Linked DNA regions of Mus musculus: region 2 is linked to region 1. Evidence: chromatin contacts called from public Hi-C data. All regions are on one chromosome and are shown on one strand. The core of a region is the stretch at or near the end of the contact, and the rest is flanking DNA. Distances in the headings are between cores, read along the strand shown.

What was found. A called contact is a pair of places that touch in the nucleus more often than the background predicts.
Region 2: a contact with region 1 is called in a Hi-C map of bone marrow-derived macrophages, with 1.8 times the contacts expected there. The contact joins two enhancer-like sites. A contact is called at or near these places in 1 of 39 promoter capture datasets (pre-B cells), 1 of 484 Hi-C or Micro-C datasets (bone marrow-derived macrophages) and 1 of 115 datasets of contacts at active chromatin or transcription factors (embryonic stem cells).

The regions. Positions count from the first base shown.
Region 1 is chr13:41,816,615-41,821,840 of GRCm38.p6, forward strand. All of the region lies in intron 2 of Adtrp (androgen dependent TFPI regulating protein), which reads right to left. Among named protein-coding and RNA genes, the nearest start is that of Adtrp, 28 kb to the right of the region's middle. Within about 2 kb of position 3,062, at least 45 of the 459 cell types and tissues checked have an H3K27ac peak or open chromatin away from gene starts, as enhancers often do. A contact at or near this core is called in bone marrow-derived macrophages, where this site is marked.
Region 2 is chr13:42,147,223-42,152,448 of GRCm38.p6, forward strand. The region is part of intron 3 of Hivep1 (human immunodeficiency virus type I enhancer binding protein 1); the gene reads left to right. Among named protein-coding and RNA genes, the nearest start is that of Gm32778, 37 kb to the right of the region's middle. Within about 2 kb of position 2,994, at least 82 of the 459 cell types and tissues checked have an H3K27ac peak or open chromatin away from gene starts, as enhancers often do. A contact at or near this core is called in bone marrow-derived macrophages, where this site is marked.

The DNA.
Region 1 (5,226 bases), core at 1,812-4,311:
AGGCATAGGGGAGCATGGTCAGAAGTCCCTTCCTAGGAAAGATAGCTAAGGTAAAAGACTAGGTAGCGCTAGATACAACAGTCAGTGGAATGGTTGCCTCACAACCTGAAGACCAGATTCCAATCATTCATGCAAAAGCAGGGTGTGGTGCAGCAGATGTCTGTAACCTCACCTCAGCGCTGTGGGGTGAAGGCAGAGAAAGGTGGACCCTCCAAAATACGCTGACTCATGAAATAAAGTTAACTTCTGGTCTCCACACATAGAAACGGGCAAGTACCCATGCACATACATGCATGAACATATTCATTCTCTCTCTCTCTCTTTCTCTCTCTCTCTCTGACACACACACACACACACACACACACACACACACACATACACACACTGAACCCTCACTAAGAAAGCCATAATGAACACCAGGATGGAGCTCTGTGCCCGTTTGAGGAAAGTGCAGATCAGGACAGCATTCTCAGGATGAGAGGCCAGTGCAGTCCCCCTACCTAAAGGGGCTGCCTGAAGGCCTCGGGGAAGCAATCTGATAATTGGAAGGATTTAAATCATGGGATCCAGAAAGCAAGGCCAGGAGTTGTGGCAGCTGCTGAGTTCTGTGAGGTTCCCGAGGCAGGGCAAGAGCGAAGCAGAGCCTTTTTACTTCAGTAAGACTGAAGTCCTTTTTATCCTAAAGGCTTGGCACGAGAAGTATTTCGGATTGAGGATTTCTTTGTTCAGATTTTAGAATATTGACTCATAATGGAGAGAAGACTCAAGCATGCACACAAAATTAATTTGTATTTTATGTTCGCCTCTTAAAAATAGCTTGAAGGTAACCTTATACCATACTCTTAATAATGATCTTGTGCGTGAAAAATCAAGTTAGACTGTGAAATTTTCTATTTGCGACATCATACTTGTGACCGAGACACTTTGATTTTAGAGTCAATTGTCAGATCTTTGGATCCAGGATACTAAGCCAGAAATCAAGCCTTGTGTATTTTGTACAATATTTAGGTCTGGTGGGTGGTGACTGTACAGAGATTGGGTTTCTTTGAAGTAGGTTTGCCTTAGAAGCCATCTCAGTTCTTAGAGGCTCTGCCCTTGGCATGTGAGGGGCAGTTGGATTCCAGCCTAGAGTATGAGATAAGAAATTTATGGAGTCGGGAGCTGAGTTAATAAGTGATCCAAGCTGGCTGTTGGGGAACAGTGTCTGAAGTTTAGACTTGGGCAAGGATCTAAAGTTGACTTCAGGATACTCCGTAGGCTGAGGAATGAGCAGGAAGAGGGATGGGGAGAAACAGACGATTCATCCAAGATTGGAAACCGAGTCCTCAGATCAGCAGAAGGTGCACTACCTTGATCTTCTCAGAGAGCCAGGACTCTTCTCTGCCCACAGACTTCGGGATCACAGTCCCTGGAAAGGAGGTCTAAGGGCAGAACCCTCTGGATTGGGCATCCATCGCTCATGGATTTTACCAGGGACTCACAACTCCAACAGCTGACTTTCAGTCATGGCTTATTGTAGGAAGCCGCCCTCACATTCGCCGTTGCAAGATGGCGCTGACATCCTGTGTTCTAAGTGGTAAACAAATAATCTGCGCATGTGCCAAGGGTAGTTTTCCACTACATGTGCTCTGCCTTCCCCGTGACGACAACTCGGCCGATGGGCTGCAGCCAATCAGGGAGTAACACGTTCTAGGCGGAGGATAATTCTCCTTAAAAGGGACGGGGTTTCGCCATTCTCTCTCTTGCTTCTTGCTCCTGAAGATGTAAGCAATAAAGCCATTCTCTCTTTTGCTCTTGCTCTCTCTCTTGCGCTCTGGCTCCTAAAGATGTAAGCAATAAAGCTTTGCTGCAGAAGATTCCGGTTTGCTGCGTTCTTCCTGGCCGGTCGTGAATGCGTGTAAGAGCTTATAACATGCCAGACTCGAGACTCGTTTAATTCTCAAACGTCCTAGTGATGTATCAGTATTAGCTCCATCTTAAAGATGAGAAAAACGGGCTAAAGAGAGATTAACAAACTGGTTTTAAGTCCCAAGGCTTTGGAGTCTGGTTCTTGAGCCAGCCTTAAGAAACATCAGATTTCTTGAGCAGAATTGAGAAGAAACAATCTACATGACTAGGAGAATAAAATGCAACATTACAAAAAATTACCAGTGCTCTGTTCCTACCCCAGGGACTCCCCTTTAATGGGCTTAAGGGGACAGCTCAGATATTACGGTTTATGAATCTCCCCAAGGTTGTAGGTTTTTTTGGATATGTGGTGGTAGGGTTAGCCAGGGATCAACCTTGGCCAGGAGACAACAGCTATCTTGGTTTTTGAGGCAGGGCCTTCACTGGGGCCTGGGGTTCTCTGCTTCAGCTAGGCTGGTCAGCAGGCAATCACCAGGAACCTGCCCATCTTCACATCCTCTGGGCTGGGATTTCAAGGTCCTGCCACTGTGCCTAGCCTCAAGTGTAGATGCTGGGGATGGAAGTTCGTTCAGTCCTGATGTTTGTGCTCAGGCATTGAAGCAGCTGAGCCTTCTCCCTAGCCACATCCCTGGGGGATGCTGACACTAGGTATCTGAGACTGAAGGCCACCTGTCCAGCAAAATCTACACTTGGAAATACAGCTACTATCAAGTGGTCTTAGAGAGACGCAGCTGGGAGGAGCAGACCTAGATAGTCAACCGTCTTCAGGTGGAATGAAATTGTTGAGGGAGCGAGCTATGAGCAGGGAACAAATGCCAGGAAGTTACCTCAGGTGAGGCCCAGGATGAGGCAAGGCTTATCCAAGGCCACAGAGGCAGAATCACAGGCTGGGCGAGAGTCACAAGGCTCCTGCGGAGGAAGAGGAGGCTTCCCAATGGCTGAGGGTCGGTGTGGGAAGGAGGGAAAGAGCCACAGTTCTAAATGCCACGCAGAGGTTCCCTCCACAATGTTTAGCCCTACTGCTGGTGCCTTTGCCACAAAACCCATGAGCTGTAGAATTCCGAGTCTGCAGTCGTTTGTACACGGATGTCAGAAGTTGCCTCTTCTCTCTCCTTCCTCTTCCCACAGAGCTCTCAGCCCTAGTTTCAGTTCCAGATACTCTTGGCCATAGCAGCCCTTTCCTGCCTCAGTTTGCAGAAGCAACCCTGGGGCCTGAGCTTTGTTGATCAACACAGCCATTCTGCACACACACACACACACACACACACACACACACACACACACATGCATACACATTGACCATTCTTTGGACCTGCCCTCTTTGAGACTGAGAGAAAGGCTGCCTCCACCACCTAGAGAGTGAAGTCTATACTACCCAATGTCTTTTGGCCAAAGGGGCATCTAATAGGGAGTCAAGCCCATCCCTTTCCTTGCCCCTGTCAGCCACAGAGTATGGAAATCAGATTAGGGAAGAAAGCGTATTACTCAGCTCCTCCGAAGTTTCTCCCCATCAATACAAATTGGCTTCCCTGTAAATGTGCCAATCATCTCTCCCCCCTCCACCCCCAGTTCACACATACCATCTTGCAGACATATGCCAGACGCCAACTCAGGGTGAGGCAGCCTCGCTGCCACTGATCTGAGTACTGATATGCTACATCCTTACTAACAAGGAATACTTGGGCAGTGTCAGGTCCCACATGGGTGTAGGAGAGAAAAGGTTGAGGGTCAGGCCAAGGTAAAGGTACAGGCTAGAGCTAGGGTTTAAAGGGGCCACTGAACAGAGTTGGAGGATAAGGAGTAGTAAAAGCTGGATTTCTAGGGAGTCTGGAGGGGTATCGAGAGGATAATCAACCAGGTTATCCAGATGGATAGTGATCTGCTCATCCATCAAGGAAAAAATAAGACAATGTTTAGAATCACACACACACACACACACACACACACACACACACACACACACTCACAGATTCTAGGGAGTCCTGGGTGGTGTTGAGGGTGCATTTGGGTCATCACCTCAGGTCATCCAAATGGGTAGTGGTCTGCCCTTCTGTCATCCTAGGACATTGGCTCCCAGGAAAGTAGGCTTCATGGTGTCCTGTTGATCACAGGCTATTTACAGCTAATGGTTTCCGATTCATCTTTTCTACTGGCTCTTCCCTGACTCTACTCCAGTGGAATGTTCTGGGACTTTTCCTGAAAGGCTCGCTGCTCTATATTTGGTAGCTGTCTTTCTGTTTCTGTTGCTAGCTAACAAAATTATGACCAGTGACAGAGCTGAATTTACATTAAAAAAAAACAACTAATGTAATTTTAAAAACTGTAGCTGAAGGATATTTAGTTTATATATTCCATGTCTTCACAAATCCACTAGGATCTTAAAATCATGGAAACTTACCCTCTCCAACTCATCAAGTTTATTTCCCTTGCCCTAGAGCCAAAACCTTTTTAAACAACCCCAGGAAATGAAAATTTCTTCCATTAAAATAATAATAATAATAATTCCAGAGAGGGAGATTCCACAAGTTCCCTGAAGAAGACATTATGACTCCTGGTGGGTGAGTGTAGTGAGCCGGTGCCAAGCTCAAGGCTCTGGGCCTGACTCAGTCATCCTGGGACTTTCCTTACCCCTCTGTCAACCTGATGCAACTCTTGCAGTGAAAGACCATTCTAAAATTAAAGAGAACACAAGCACTAACAGGGAATGATGTTTTATCTGCTGGTATCGGAGAGGGTGCTGTTGACTGAGAAGGTGGCTAGCATTCTCTCTCATCCAAGGCTATCTGGGCCTGTGTGAAGTGCACAATCCCACTCATCGTCCATGTGCCTTTAAGAAAGATGCTGAAACTCATGGACAAAAGGGTATACTGTGGGACGCACTACAGCTTCCGCAGGGAGATTTGTTTTTCTCTGTTTTGTGTGTGTGTGTGTGTGTGTGTGTGTGTGTGTGTGCGTGGGGGGGTTGCAAGGATGGAGGGAGGGTAGAAGGGGAGGGAGAGATGAGTGGGATTGGAGTGCATGTTGTGAAATTCACAGTGAACCAATAAAAAGTTAACAACAGCAACAACAAGAAGATGCTGAAGTTTCATCCATGTAATCTTAACAACATGGTGGTTGTCCAAATAAGTTGTGCACAATGCTACCAACTTGTTGACACACCAAGGTGGGTGTGGTACGTTTCGCAAGGCTGCACCCCTCAATGAGGGGCCACAAGGAATTCATCCATGGTTACTGAGGGAGGGAGCATCAGCGTTCTCTAGGAATGAGCTTCCTGACCAGTTAGTTATCCAATCCAGGCGGTCAGCCCTAAACAGATGC
Region 2 (5,226 bases), core at 1,744-4,243, 330 kb after region 1:
CTGAGCTTGCGCATACCACAGCCCTCACCGCCTACCCCACTTCCCATGTTCTGGGTCCATCATTCCTCAAGTCTGTTGTATTGTCTGTATGTTTCTATTACTTGGTATAAAATTTTACTTTTATCAGAGTTTAGGTTTCTGTTGTAAATAAATTTTCCCTTATGTTTTCTACCAGCCTTGGTATAAATAGAAAGATTGCTGTTTGTGAATATGGTAAGGAGGTAGCACTCAAGACTTGTGGTCATTTCATTGCGTCTTTTTAAATGACTGTCCCCACAACATGCTGTGCATCCTTACCATCCGTGTCTGGCTTGTTGCACAAGCTGGTTGCTCTCAAGAAATGGTTAAGAACAGCAGTGGTTCTGGCAGAGGTCCTCTTGTCCTGGTCTTGCACTGCGAGGTCTCTGTGTCCTTTGCTTCTGTGTCCTGGTGAATGACATTGTGGCCATGCATGGCATTGTGTGTGGCGTGGCATTGTGGTGTACATTGGCATGAATTCATCACAGTTTCCCAGTTTTCAAGTTCTGTTTTGATTTTTCTTGTTTCCCTGGTGACTTCTTTTTCCTCTTTAGTTAGTTAGAATTGTATTGCTTAATTTCCATACAGCTGGGGATTTTCCATCTATCTCACATTATTTATTTCTAGTTGAATTTTGTTGCAGCTAGAAGACATGGTGTGCTCATTTAACTTTTTATGAGTCTAGTTTGACCTTATCGGATACAGTCTGCTTTTATTGCTCCAGATAATTCACTTTTATTTTCATTTACTAAGGTTATTATTATTAATTATATTAATGTGTATGATGCAGGGCATTGAACCCAGTGCCCTGAATTTTGAGCATTCACTCTGACATTGAGCTATACTCCTGACCATGCTCACTGCCCTGACATTCTATGAATGAGAGTGTGGGCTCCATCAAGGTGTCAGGGGCTGTTTCTTTCTAGAGGTAGTGAGAATAATGTGTTCTTGCTCACTTAGCCTATTGGCAGCATTGGGTATTGTGGCTAGACTCTCAAGGGCAGTACAACCATTGGATCAGCGTTTCTTTTCTCCAGTCATTCTCTCATTCGTATTTCTTCTTTATTTTGGTACAGCAGGTTGAACCCAACAGTTTGCATATGCTAAGCACCTGCTGTCTGAGCCAGCTTTGCTTGCTGTAACAAAATACCTGAGACTGTTGTTAAAGGAAGGAAAGGTTTTTCCAGGTTCAGTTTCTTGGTGACCCAGCTCTATGCCTTTGTACAGGAGGCAAAACAGAGAATCTTGGAGAGACTGTTCAGCTCCTGACAACCTGCCACAGAGGAACAGAAAGGCCAGGGACTTCTCTTTGTGAAGACCTGTTCCACAGTATTACAGTCTGATTATGAACCCATTAGTTGGTCAATCCCCTGAAGAAGTCTTGAGTCCTCACGATCAGTCCAGCTAACTCTCCAAAGTTCCACCTCTGAGCACAATTGCCTTGGGGTCAGGACTCTGGGCCCCTGAGTCTGAGGACACTCTGCATCTACAGTCTACCCTGGGCTCTCGCTCTCCGGCACACCCTGGCTTCTCTGTAGCTTTGTAGCCAGTAGGGGCAGGTCGAATCTTCTAGCCCAGTCTCTTACCTGACTGCTGGTTAGCCAGAGACTCTGCTGTGAAGTTTGAAAGGATCTCACTGTAATTCAGGGTAATTTCTTCATTCCAAAGTCCATGACCTCATCAGGCCAGCACAGCCTCTTTAGCACTTAAAGAAACCTGCACACTTGTTCCAGGTATCAGGGAGGTCACATTTTGCTGGCCATTGTTTTGCTTCCCACATGGCTATGCTCATGAGAGCATCTTTAAGGTGGTGGACTTCAAAGCAGAGCAGTAATGCCAGCCATCTTAGGATTCCTTTCCCGTTACACTTCCAGATCTTATATATAAGCTTAGATTCAGGTTAACGGGCTCAGCGTTTCAGTACAGGTCTCCTGACAGGGAAGTTTCGGATTAAGTCTTTGTTTTGCCTTCGTATGTATGGGAGTGCTGTAGATGCACGTATATATTCATGTGTGTGCATTGCGTGTATGTACTGGGGGCAGGCACTGACACTGGTTTCTTCCTGAGTTATTCTTGTTTTCTGAGACAGTTTTTTTTTTTTTTTTTTTTTTTCACACACCAAGCATGGAGCTCAGGATTCTGCAAGGCTAGCCAACTAGCCCAGGAGTCCTCCTGTCTCCACTTTGCCTGGTGCTAAGATCACAGACATGCACTGTCACACTGTCCCCTCCCCTCCCCTCCCCTGTGTTCCTCTTGCCTCCTCTCCTCCTCTCTTCTTTTTTCTTGAGTGTGGCTTCGGGGGATCCAGGCTGCATGTGTGCGTGCTCCGCCCCTTCCTAACAGGGCCGCATCTCTGTCCTCTGCTGTAGCTTTGTTGGTGAGCGCTGAATTGCTTCTCAATACAGCATTTTAGGCTGGCAGTTTAGTCTTCTTTAAGTGGTGTAAGAGTGAAGTAGATAAGAGGTTGGAAAGATAGGTGAGATTTAAGCAGCCGCCACCACATTACCATTACTTGATCATATATTCCTGGTTAATATTTCTTGATCATCTTCCTGGAGGGAAGGAAGAGCTTGGCAGTGAAGTGTTGTGGCTTCCTGTGCCTACTGTGTAAATCCCCACCTCTCCTGCTTTGTATTCAGGGCTGAGGATCAGCTGCTGGCAGAATACCTTTCCCACTGTGCCTTCCTCTCACTCTGCTGGTCTGTGTGCAGCCTGGTTTGCATGCTGTTCCCCATGTGTGTTTTAAACGCGTTTTTTGCACACCACGTTCATGAAACCTCCTTGACTTGAAAGTGCTTCCTTCTGCTCCCTGCCCAGGACTGAGTCAGAGATGTGCCACCTACGTGAACGTGTCTTCATTCCCGATAGTCAGTTGTCTTTGTCCTCCCTAGCTTCCTGATTATACATCCTCTTTGTTATGCATTTGATTGCCTAGTTCTCTGTCTTGTGGCTTCAGTCTCCTCCTCTGTCCTGAGGAGAGCTTCCTGTCTGCACACACACTCAGCCTCTCACCCTGAGAAATCGCCCTTCTCCCCTGTTAGTAATATCTGGGCTTTGCCCTTCCTGTCCAGCTTCCCAGGGAGAGATCCAGCTTAGCTGGGCCCTGAGCTCAGCCCCCCTCCCCACACTAGCCCCGTGGCTGAGGTGGATTTGGCCCCTGGGTCCCACTGACCATGCTTTCAGACCTGAGCCCATCCTCCCCATTCCTATGCCACAAGCCTGGTCGCTCTCCTTAATGCCATCGTGTGTGTTTAACACCCTGGGCCACAGGAGTGCCCAGGTTCTTCACTGTCATGGGTGTCGTTGCATCTTTCCAGGTCCTACCTTGTTGATTCCCACTCCTAGCTTAGCCTTAAGTCTAGCAATTACCCAGGCCTCTAATATCAGGCCTCTTTTCCTCTCCACAGCATGTTTTCTTTGGCTGGTCACTTGTTTACCTTTACAAAAAACAGCCCTCACTGTGCATTCCCAGATATCTGCCTCTTAGCCTAGACCTCTCTCTAGGGACAGAAAAGAATGTGCCTGTATACTTCATGTATCACAATTTTCAGCTTGCCGTGCCATCGTAGTAATTATTTTAAACGGTTCTGTAGTGTTACGTTAACTGCACTGCCATCATTAGCCTGGCCATCTTCCTGCTGACAATGACTGGTCCTCACTGTCCACCTGTGGTCCACAGTCCCACACACGCATGGGGAAGTGAGCGTCTGTGGTTGCCAAGTAAAGGGCCCCCCTCCCCTCTCAAACCAGCTCAGTGCTCCCATATAAAGCCAGGAAACCTTTGTAGAACTTCTGGAAAACTATTCTTAAGCCTTGTGCTTTGCCTCTGTTAAGAGTACTACCATCACTACTAGAACTGCTGACAGCTTTTCAGTCTGACACAGCCCTGGAAGAAGCTCGGAGTCCCCCTCTGCACAGCACCATCACCTGATCCCCTCCCGAGCACCTCTCATAGAGATCCAGCAGAATCAAGAAGGAATGGGTGGTGCAACTTCAAAAAGGCCTGGCGTGTGTCCTTGAGTGACTGGACTGCCCTTCCATATTCTCAGCCAGAGAAAGACAGGGAGAACATGAAAGATAGGAATCAATATGGCAGAAACTGAGTGTGACCATGAACACCAAAGTTAATGACGTCATAAATATTATTAACAAGAGCTCGAACTTAAGAGAATGAAATGAGATAAAATGGGGGTGGGCTGGCAGTGGGAGGAGATTTATGTGATACACACATCGTAGAGGGAAACAGTTCCATAAGTTGTCCTCTGAACTCTGCATGCTTCATGACATATAGACTGTCACACACCCAGATGGATATATATGCATGCATACATACATACATATATACATACATAAAATAAATACAATAAATTAAGAAAAGAGTGGTTGGGAAGATGGCTCTGTGGACACAGTGCTTGCTCTGTGAGCAGAGAACCTGATTTCAGTCCCCAGCATCCGCAGAAAAGCCAGGCCTGGTGGTACACGCCTGCAGTACCAGTTCTGGAGGGCAGCGAAAGGAGGGGCCTGGAGGTTTGTCAGCTAGCTGATATAGTGCAAAGGACAAGATCTAGCTTCAGTGAAAAACCTTGCCTTAAAAATTATACTGAAAAGCAATAGAGGAAGACACAATCTCCTCGAACTCTGGTCTTCAGATTGTACCTATGGACATACCCACACACATAGACACATAACACACAGGGGTACTATATATATATCCATATACATAGGTGTACAACACAAGTACACACACACAGGCATACAACACAGGTGCACCTCCACACATACATAGACAGATGTACTCAACACATCAGCATATTATGCAAATGTGCACACAATCATAGGCACACGACACAGGTGTCACCCACACATAGGCATATGACACAGGTGCACACACACACACTATACCGTGTACTAAAATTAAAGTTACACACCAAGAATTGACAATAGACATTTACAAATATAGCCGACATGTATGAAATGCAATGGCAAGTGACAGAAGGTCAGGTCCTATTGAAATTGGAACATGTTGCTCAAAATATTTTTCTAATCCTTAACTATAGATTTTTTTTTCAGAAATATCATAAGTAAACAGAAATATTTAGAAATTCTCTTTATTTTCTCATTCTCTTGAGGCAATCTCAGTGTGTGTTCCAAGACGGCCTCAAGCACGTAGTTCCTCCTGGGTGCTAAGGGCCCCCCTCCCCTCTCAAA